Regions from separate parts of the Lactuca sativa genome. Here region 2 is linked to region 1. The links are chromatin contacts, called in public Hi-C maps. All regions are on one chromosome and are shown on one strand. Each heading gives the region's core, a stretch centred on a gene start, on an enhancer-like site or on the middle of the called end of the contact. The rest is flanking DNA. Distances are from core to core; before and after follow the strand shown. Region 1 holds the start of LOC111900780 (protein OBERON 4). Region 2 holds the start of LOC111900919.

The links. A called contact is a pair of places that touch in the nucleus more often than the background predicts.
Region 2: a Hi-C map of leaf shows a contact between it and region 1, with 4 times the contacts expected there. The contact joins the promoter of LOC111900919 here to the promoter of LOC111900780 in region 1. A contact is called at or near these places in 2 of 4 Hi-C or Micro-C datasets (both in leaf).

The regions. Positions count from the first base shown.
Region 1 is chr4:50,117,383-50,122,310 of Lsat_Salinas_v11, forward strand. It overlaps LOC111900780 (protein OBERON 4), which reads right to left and starts at 1,705. Exons shown (of 2, transcript XM_023896692.3): 1 at 1-1,705. The coding sequence starts at 1,031.
Region 2 is chr4:50,288,387-50,293,660 of Lsat_Salinas_v11, forward strand. It overlaps LOC111900919, which reads left to right and starts at 1,660. Exons shown (of 11, transcript XM_023896823.3): 1 at 1,660-1,817; 2 at 1,894-2,275; 3 at 2,513-2,690; 4 at 2,766-2,815; 5 at 2,914-3,006; 6 at 3,107-3,195; 7 at 3,281-3,359; 8 at 3,448-3,530; 9 at 3,604-3,682; 10 at 3,780-4,786; 11 at 4,870-5,274. The coding sequence starts at 1,786. The coding sequence ends at 5,005.

The DNA of each region.
Region 1 (4,928 bases), core at 455-2,954:
GTTTCCTCAGGTTTAACATCTTTAGCTTCCTCTTTGTGATCATTATAAGCTTGGCTTTGTTCTGCTGCATCCTTCTTTTGGCTATCTGACAAAAACAAAGCTTCAACTTCATTTTCACCTGTTCTCTGGGTTGAAGAATCTTCAGAAGTTGATGATTCATTAACTTTGTTCGTTACAGGTACTGGTACTTCGATATCAGTAACAATGCATGTTCGATCACGCTTGGGTTCTTCCACACATTTGTCATCAATGGGATTTTCATGTTTTAATGGCCCAGAAGGTGGATCTTCAGTGATGTTCTGGACAATAGGAGCAGGTTCAGGATCAGGTTCAAGCTCTCCTTCTTCTCTTTCACTATTGTTTCCACTTTCTTCTGGAAGACTTTCACTCTTCTTCACTTCAAGACTCTTTGAAGACTTTGACTGTTCACTTCCAGAGTCCTTTGACCATGGTGGTGACTTTGCATCTCTCCCTCCCTGAGGGGACCTTGCATTACCAACTTCTTCTGAAGCTGCTTTACTTCCTCTAGCAGAATCACTGCCGCTCTTTGTGCTTTCCTCCACATCTTTCCCTCCACCAAACCGCCTCCATGAAGAAACACTTCCCTCTCGCCTTGACCGATCTCTTTCTGATCTAAACCCTTTAGGGAAATCTCTCCTTGGCCCTGAAAAACTTTCAGATCTGTGTACCCGATCACCACCATATCCACCACGAGGAGATGAACTCAAGATTCCCCTCTCATTACTATCCCTATACCTGTCATAGCTCTTTCTCCTCTCGTAACTGTCAATATCATAATCTGACCTTTTCCGTGTCAGCTTTGGATTCTTAAGATCATCATCTACCCTTTCATAACGTGAAGAAGAAGAAGAGGATAAACCCCGTTTCCCACTTTCAGACTTGTAATGAAAACTTCTGTGAGATGAAGACTGGTGCAAATTTGAATCATCGTCCTTTCTTCCCCAATCCTTAAAAACACCCTTTTCTCCTCCATAAGAGTTAAGATCATCACTCGACTTCAATCTCTTCATATTTAATCAAAAATCACTACCACGGCAATAGATAAATCAAAAAGAGGACCATAAAACAACCCTCTCACCTTCAGCAATTACTAATCAGACATCATCATTCTTCACTTTGTTAGGGAAAAAAACATAAATTGTCAAGTGTGAACCGCTAAATCTGAAGAAAACATAGATAACATCAAAACGGCCCAGATATCTTCAAATACTTCCAAAGTACCAAACCGCTCTTTCGAAAACCCTAGATTTTAGCTGATAAAACCACGGCGGTTACAACAACAGCGTCGACATATAGATCTCAATCTATCATCTAAACAACTACACCGAACTGCATAAACAACAAATACAAATTTACAAGCAAAGATAAACGACCACGAGGATCCTAATTTACGATTTCTTCTTGTTCCCTTTCAAAACCCTAAGTTTAAAAAGATAGGTACAAGGAAATGGACAGTTGAACAGCATAGATTCAATAAAATTATAGAAGAGCAGCAGGTCGGATATATCACCGGAAATAACGTCGGCAAAGGTCGAAGGTGCGATTCCGGCAACACAAAATGGTTGAAATTTGTAGCTTTTTGACAAAGAGAGAGAGAAGTTATTATCTCAGTCAACGTAGCTTTAACTAATGGGGAAACAGAGATAAAGAGGAGAGAGACTTGGATACGCAAGGTGCGCAGAGCGCATAGTTGGACCTTTGGAAAAGAGTGGGTATATAGTGCGCATACCCAGCGCATGTTAGTCGACAAATTAGTCAACGAGAAATTTGAAAGTTGAAAGTTGAAACGACAAGGGTCACAGATTTCCACGTCAGCATTGATTTCCAATCACTTCAAGTAACGACGAAAATAATTATAAAAAAATCTGAATTACGGAATTCCCCAAAGTCTTCCACGTTTCAACGTCTCCGCATTATTTTTCTTTCCGCTTGTCAATTATTTTTATTTTATTTATTTGGAAAAATAATTTGCACGGTAATTATTTTATTAATTTTGTTAGGGCGAGCATGTTAACTGAAAAATTGTATTATAACCAAATCAATCAATATAACTGAACCATTACTAAAATAATATGATGCGGTTTTTAATTCTAATTAACCAAATACATATGGGTCGGTTATGGTTTTCATCTAAAACTGAATCACCATTAACCGAACCGAACCAATAATATTAATAAATATTTTTAATATAATACAATATCAAATACTCCCTCCACATCTTATATTTATTGTACAGTATTCATTTTCGAAGTCTTTATTCTTCAACTTTGACCATAAATATTTTTGTTTTTTATATATAATGTTTAATGCAAAATATATGAATGAATTGTGTTTTAAATGTCTTTTCATTGTTATAAGTTTTTTCAAGTAATTTATAACACAAATAAAAATATTTAAGGTCGAAATTGATGAATAAATATTTTAACAATAAAAAATAAACAATAAATATAGGATGTATGAAGTATATTGTATGTAATTATATTAAGAATTGAAAATTTAAAGGGAAATTATTTGAAATTCTCTCTCTCTCTCTCTCTCTCTCTCTCTCTCTATATATATATATATATATATATATATATATATATATATATATATATATATATATATATATTATATATATATCAGTATTGCAGAAATCGGCCTAATCGGCGATTAATCGCTAATCTGACCTCAACCGATGAGATTTATTGTTAATCGGTCACTATAATCGGGTTTGGTCAATACAGATCAAAGTTGGAATTAATCGGACCTAATCGGGTTTGGTCAACGCAGGTCAAAGTCGGACCTAATCGGACCTAATCGTCGATTAATCACTTTTTTTGTAGGATTAAAATTAGATTTACAAATTTTTGAATAATTTTCTTAATAATTAATGGTCCCCGATTAATCTCCCGATTAATCCCCGCCTAGCCGATTAATCCCTAATCGCTAGTCCACCGATTAACGGCCGATTAGCGATTTCTGCAACCATGATATATGTATGTATGTGTGTGTGTGTGTATATATATATATATATACACACACACACACATACAAACATACACAAACAATCATCCACTTTTTATAACAATCGACTTTATGTTTTTCAATTTTTATAGAAAATTATTTTTATTTTTATGTCATCTTATGCCATTATGGTTAACCAATATTAACCATTAACCATAACCATTAATCCACTAAAACCGTTATCCAATACCAATATTAACCGCTATCCAATGGTTATTGAAATACATTAACTAATGGTTATGGTTCGATTTTGACCAATAACTGAACCAAACCGCCCTATACACACCTTTAAATTTTGTTTTGCATTTTGGTTAAAAAGACATTATTTTTTATCATATAAACATTTATTTAGTTTTTTTAAAGTATTTTTATTAATTAAAATTGTGTTGTTTTCCAAAGACACTAGTTAAAAATAGTTATTATAGTTCATCTTTAATAAATATTTCAATAGAATGTCTAAGAGTTATCAATTTAGCCTTTCATTTTGTATATGATTATCTAACAAATTTATTAAAAATGTTCAAATATTATTATTATTATCTGTAATCTTAGATTATAGCTTATTTGGTGTATATATAACAATTTTTTTGTTTAAACACGGAAATCCATTCATTGTTCATTTAATTATCATCGTATAATGAGTGAGATGGCAAACGGGCAACAAGCTGCGCCGCTAAGCCTTTTTGTATGGTAAAACTAATTCTTTTAAAGACTACATCCGAAGATCTAAGGAATATAACATTACTATGCATGATCCGTTGTAGTCTATTAAGAAGTTATACCGCATCCGGCGCGAGGAAACCAAACGTATCAAATGCAAATGCTATGAACACGTGTTGATTTTCCATGCACGATTTCTCATGTTTGATGACTTTGTCTGCAGCAGCTTTTAAAGCAGTCTGTCCCGCCGTGAAACCCCTAGCCCTCAAGTCCACAAGAGGGGTTACCCATGTAAGGTCCACATATACGTGTTTCCCTCCGAACCATCCAAAAATCAAAATGGCAGCCGGTCTGAGGGTTGAACTTCCTTCTTTCGGGTCAGTCAAGAAATTAACAGGTGCCTCTTTCTTAGCGAAAACCCCGACACGCTTAAATGTGTCAAACAAAACATCCCTAACCATATCGTTCCTGTATTTGAAACCCCAGAGTTCCTTACAGTGAACTGCATGCTCTCCAAAAGAGTCCAAACATGCCTTGCGACACACCTGACATATCTCATCAGCTGGGAATATGGGAATCATGAGTCGATATTTGAGGATAGTATTATACTCCACGGGAGACATATGTTGGCCGAGCCATCTATAGGGATAATGGAAGGACCCCTTTCTAAACTTTCGTATTTCTAAAAGTCTTAAACTTTCATACTTGACAATTGTTACTCCAAAACATGTTACATGCATATTCATAAAAACAATATCTTATATTGATAAAGTGATTACAAACTACTGGATACAAACTGAGTATTACAAAGTGTTATATATTACATAACTTCCCAGGATTCTATAGTTTTATATATACGGGAGTACAAAATACAATATTTTCAAACTATTCAAAAATCTTCTATCAGCATATAACTATATTGGATGCTTATCTCCTGCAATTGTTAAACATTAAGAGGGTAAGCGGTGATGCTTAGTGAGTTTAATAATAGATACAATATAACGTTATGTCATATATATACCTCAATATGGCAGAAGTAAAGAGGAACAAGGAACAACAAAGGCATATGTGAATCATATGACAAACTTTTCATATCAATCATTAATTTGATTCAAAGATATACAATCAATGAGACATAACAATTTCCATACTTGATATACATCAATAAAGCTTTGGCCCAAGTGGAACATAAGACATGCAACTTCGGATTAACATTTTGGTAGATTTCAGGCTTATAGTCC
Region 2 (5,274 bases), core at 410-2,909, 170 kb after region 1:
GGATTAAAGGGCTGGGTTAAAGCCTGATTTGAAGGTATTAGGCAAAAAACTTGGGAGATTGTTGGGATAAGGTGATATTCGGTCAAAACATTGCATAAAGTGATTGTATGTATTGCAGTTTAGTTTGTACCTCTTAAAACTCAACAAAATCTTATAAATGTTTTTTAAGGTATATATATATATATATATATATATATATATATATATATATATATATATATATCAATTTTTATGTTTTTTATTTGCGATTTTCACATTTAACGTACGTTTTTACAAAAATATTGTTTTAAAAATAAAATTTTAAAAAGATTGTAAATAAAGCTTTAAAATCTTTTACGGAATTATAAAAAAAGATTAATATGGTTGTAAAATAGTTAAAAAAAAAGTTCATTAATAGGTTAAAGTTTTTTATAAAAGCTTGTGTAATAGTGTTAAAAACTTAAAAAGGTTGCATAAATGTGTAAAAAGTCGTAATACAAGTTAAAGAAAGCTATAATATAATAAAGTAAAAAAAATGGCGAAAGATTTTTTTTTAAAAAAAAGCCAAGATAAATTTAGAAAAAACATTAATTTTGAAACAAATTTGTAAAACAAAAAAATTGAGAACAAATTTATAATAAAGTTTAAAATTTAGACCAAAATCATAATAAAAATTTAAACTTGGGTTAAAAGGCCAAAATTAAAATTTGATATGCTATACCTCGCATAACAAGAAAAATATCAAGAAAATATAAACGGGTGTTTGAGATTATTTTTTAAACTCAAAAAAATCTTTTTGACTTTAACCGTTGAAGAGACAAAAATCAAAAATTGTTTTTAAAAAGTATTTGAATTGTATTTTTTGATTTTTAAGTGTAATTTAGCTTTTAAAATATTAACAGTCAAAATAATCATATTTTCCTGACTTTTTGAAACTTATGTTTTTTTTTTCTCTACAAAAAGTTTTTTTGAAAAGAATTTTTGTATTTTCCAAATATGTTTTGGTATTTTTTAATTTTTTGAAAAAATTAAAAGCCAAAATATCATTTCAAAAGTCTCAACACCATCTAAATATAATAGACTAGGTGAGAGCCCCGTATATTATACGGGTTGATTTAAAAAAAGATTAAACATTAAAGTGTAACATAAAATATTTTTTAATATACAACTTTAAAATAAAAAAATAAAGAAATGTATTTATTATTACAATTTAATATCATATATATGATATTCAATACTTTACATATATAAGAAAATGAGTTTAATTTTAAAAATTGAAAAAACCTAAAATTGACAATTGGATATTATTTACTTCAAAAATACCATAAAATGACAAGTATCAAAACTCATAAGAGATTGACATGTGACAAAAAAAACTTTCATTTATTAAGAAGGATATTTTATATAAGAAATTAAATTTATTGACAACTTAAATATAATCAAGATAGTTCGTCTCCTAAAAAGATTCTTAAGTTCTTAACTAACCCTACAAGTAAGTATAAACTATCACTAAAAACTCATATTTGGTTGCTTTAGTAATTACATTGTAATCTAAGGGTGGAATTGTGGTCAAAGTAAACTACGAAGGTGATCTTACATAATTAACCCAAAGAACCAACGGCGTCGTATCAATCGTCTTCTTCTTTATCCTATTCATAAATTCACCCACTAATGGGAACTGTACATCGCCTTTTCTCCCCCAAATTTATTTTCAATTAATATTTTCTTTTTCTAAAAAATCAAAATCGCCCTAAACCTTTAAAACCTCAAAAAATTCTCACCAAAAAAACCCCAAATTCGTATATCATGGCCTTTCATGTCGCATGTCCAATTACATGGTACTACTCTCTATCTCTCTACCTCGTACCTCTCTTATTTTCTCACTCTAAATCCGTCTCTTTCTTTCGATTTCAGCCGACGAATCTGTAACTGTAAGCTGGGGTTTCCATCGGAGCTACGGAGCGAGAAGGGGCAGATTGAGTTCTTGGAGGCAGCGGCTAGGGTTGATGCGATTTTTAAGAATCCGTCATTGATTTATGGTAAACCAAAGTCGGTTCAGGTTCTTGTACCGAAGGTAGTTGTTGCATCTCCACCCCCTCCTCCTCTTCCTCCTCCGATCCAGGCGATTGTGACTCCTAATGCTTCTGCGATTGTGGATGGGGGTGGGGTTGGGGATGCGGCGGAGGAGTTGTTGTCCGCTCAGACTAAGCGTGCGGCGATGCAGAAGAAGGCTGCTGCTGCGTCTGTGGCGGCGGAAGATTTTGCTCGTAGATTTGAATCTGGGGATATGGCTGAGGTAAGTTCTCTTTTGAATTTGAGTTCTGGTGATCATTGTTGCAAAATGTGGTTGTATTGACTATTGAGCCAGACAAAAGGTTTCGTTTTCTGTAATTTGGTAATTGTATGGGTTTTCAAATAGAGTCATTTAATAATGAGATGCAGTGATTGATCTGCTAAGGCCATGAATCAAGCTGTGTTACATGTTTCTACACTGAATCAGCATTAATGGATGTTGTGCATATGTTTTATGCAGGGAGTCGCTAAAGATCTTGCTGCAGATGAACAAGGCCTCTCAAATGCCAAAGTTATGTGTCGCCTCTGTTTCTCAGGTGAAAACGAAGGAAGTGAGAGAGCTAGAAAGATGCTACCATGCAAAACTTGTAACAAGAAATATCACAGAAGCTGTGTGAAGTCTTGGGCTCAAAATAGAGGTACAATCTCCTGTTGCTACTTGCTAACATGTTTCATAATTCTTGAATCTTGATAACTTAGGGTTTTTATATCAGATCTGTTTCACTGGAGTTCTTGGGCTTGCCCTTCATGTCGTACATGTGAGGTATATATTTTCAGTCGATTCTAACTTTTTTCATTCATGCTATTGCTATATAAATCATATAATCATATAAATATACATTTTTTTTAATAAAAAACCAGGTATGCAGAAGGACTGGTGACCCAAACAAGCTTATGTTTTGCAAAAGGTGTGATGGTGCGCATCACTGTTATTGTCAACAACCTCCGCACAAGGTAAATTGTAATTTGTAAAAAGTAAAAAACTTTAATTTCCTACATTGAACATCATGTTAGATTCACCATAATGTTATTTATATATATTTAAATTGTGTAGAATGTTAGTAGTGGACCTTATTTGTGCCCTAAGCATACAAAGTGTCACAGCTGTGCATCCACAGTTCCAGGAAATGGTTTAAGTGTCAGGTATGCTTATTTTCACTTATTACATTTAAATTTTTTTAAAAAGTATTTTTTTAATAAAATTAACCTTATATCCAACAATTTGCAGGTGGTTTTTAGGGTATACATGTTGTGATGCTTGTGGGAGATTGTTTGTGAAAGGAAATTACTGCCCTGTTTGTTTAAAGGTATAATTTATATTCTATACTTTGAACATTTTACTTTATATAAAAAAAGTTTTTATATATATTTTTATAATAATAATAATAATTTCAGGTGTATAGAGACTCAGAATCAACACCCATGGTTTGTTGTGATATCTGTCAACGTTGGGTGCATTGTCACTGTGATGGAATTAGGTTTTCTTTTAACCCTTAATAAATGTCAATCTTCATTTTTTTTTTAAATAAAATTTGGAAAATATTAATGCAGTGATGAAAAATATTTGCAATTCCAAGTGGACAATAACCTGCAGTATAGATGTGCTACATGTCGTGGAGAATGTTATCAGGTATGAATAATTAATAAACAAACATGAGTTTTTACTTTTTACTACAAAATCTTGATAATTACGGAATTGCCCTTTTGTTTCTGTTTTATGTTTTCAGGTCAGGGATCTGGAAGATGCTGTTCAGGAACTGTGGAGGAGGAGAGACAAAGCTGACCGGGAGCTGACCGCAAGTCTTCGGGCAGCTGCAGGGCTGCCCACTCAAGAAGAAATATTTTCAATTCAACCTTATTCAGATGATGAAGACAACAAACCTTCATCAAAGAATGAATTTGGGCGTTCATTAAAGTTTTCTCTCAAAGGGGTAGTTGATAAATCCCCTAAAAAAAATAAGGAATCTTTAAAAAAATCTGGAAACAAGAAATCTGTTAAGAAAAAGGGACTCCATGGACCTGTAATTGAAGGTCATAGTGATGCTCAATCTACTGGCTTCATCACAAGTGATAATAACAAAGATGATGAGTTTGATGGTGTATGTTCGATAAATCATACAGGGGTAAAATCGGAAAGAAATGTTAATAGAGTGGACACCATGAATGAAAATGGGAAGCTTTCTAATAACACTAAGGGACCAAAACTTGTTATACATTTGGGTTCAAGAAACAAAAGCATATCAAATTCTCCAAGATCTGATGCATCAAATTTACATAAAGATCAAGAGTTGTTAACTTCTAATGGCGTTTCAGATCATCATCATCATCATCATCATCATGATCAAACAAAAGGATTGAAATTGAGAGGAAAAGAAGGAAACACAATCAAGATCAGAAAGTTGAATCCAGAAGTTTCGGTAGGTGGTAAAAAGAATACAGAGAGGGGGAGGGCCCCACATACTTCTGAACTGAAGCCATTGTTGAGATTGAAGTTCAAGAATCCGTATTCTGAAAACCAGACTTCATGGGGTGCTTCTGGTGAAGATGATAAAAGCTGTGTAAAGGGTCAAAGATCTAAAAGGAAAAGGCCATCATCATATGGGAAAGAAGATGAAGATGAAGATGATATGATGATGGATGATGACATCATGGATGCAAATTGGATCATTCAGAAATTGGGAAAAGATGCAATTGGGAAGAAGGTTGAAGTTCATCAGCCATTGAATAACACATGGTAAGTAATAAATAAATACTATTGTGATTTGTAATTAAAACATTTAAATTCTGAAATTGTGATGATATATTTTTTTTTCTCAGGCATAAGGGTGTTGTGATTGAAGTGTTTGAAGGGACTTCTGTTGTGTCAGTTACTTTAGATGAAGGGAAGAAGATGAGTAATGTTGATCTTGAGAAACAAGGGATTCGGTTTGTTTCACAGAAGCAGAGAAGATGAGGTGGCATTGGGATTGATTTAGGTTTAGTTAAAACTTAAAAAAAGGAAGTTATTTAGATGGGTTAATTGGAGTATTTAAATCTCACAAGTTGTAGGATTGTGGTTTATATATATATATAATATAGGGGGTCAGTGTGTGTAAGTTATGGTGTAGTTTTTGTAGTTTGTAACTGTGTTTGTTTTTTTGGAATGTGGTTGAGGATTACAAGATGGTGTAGTTGGGTGTCGGATTTTGTTCAAAATTCAAATGTTGTTTTCAAATTTTAAAT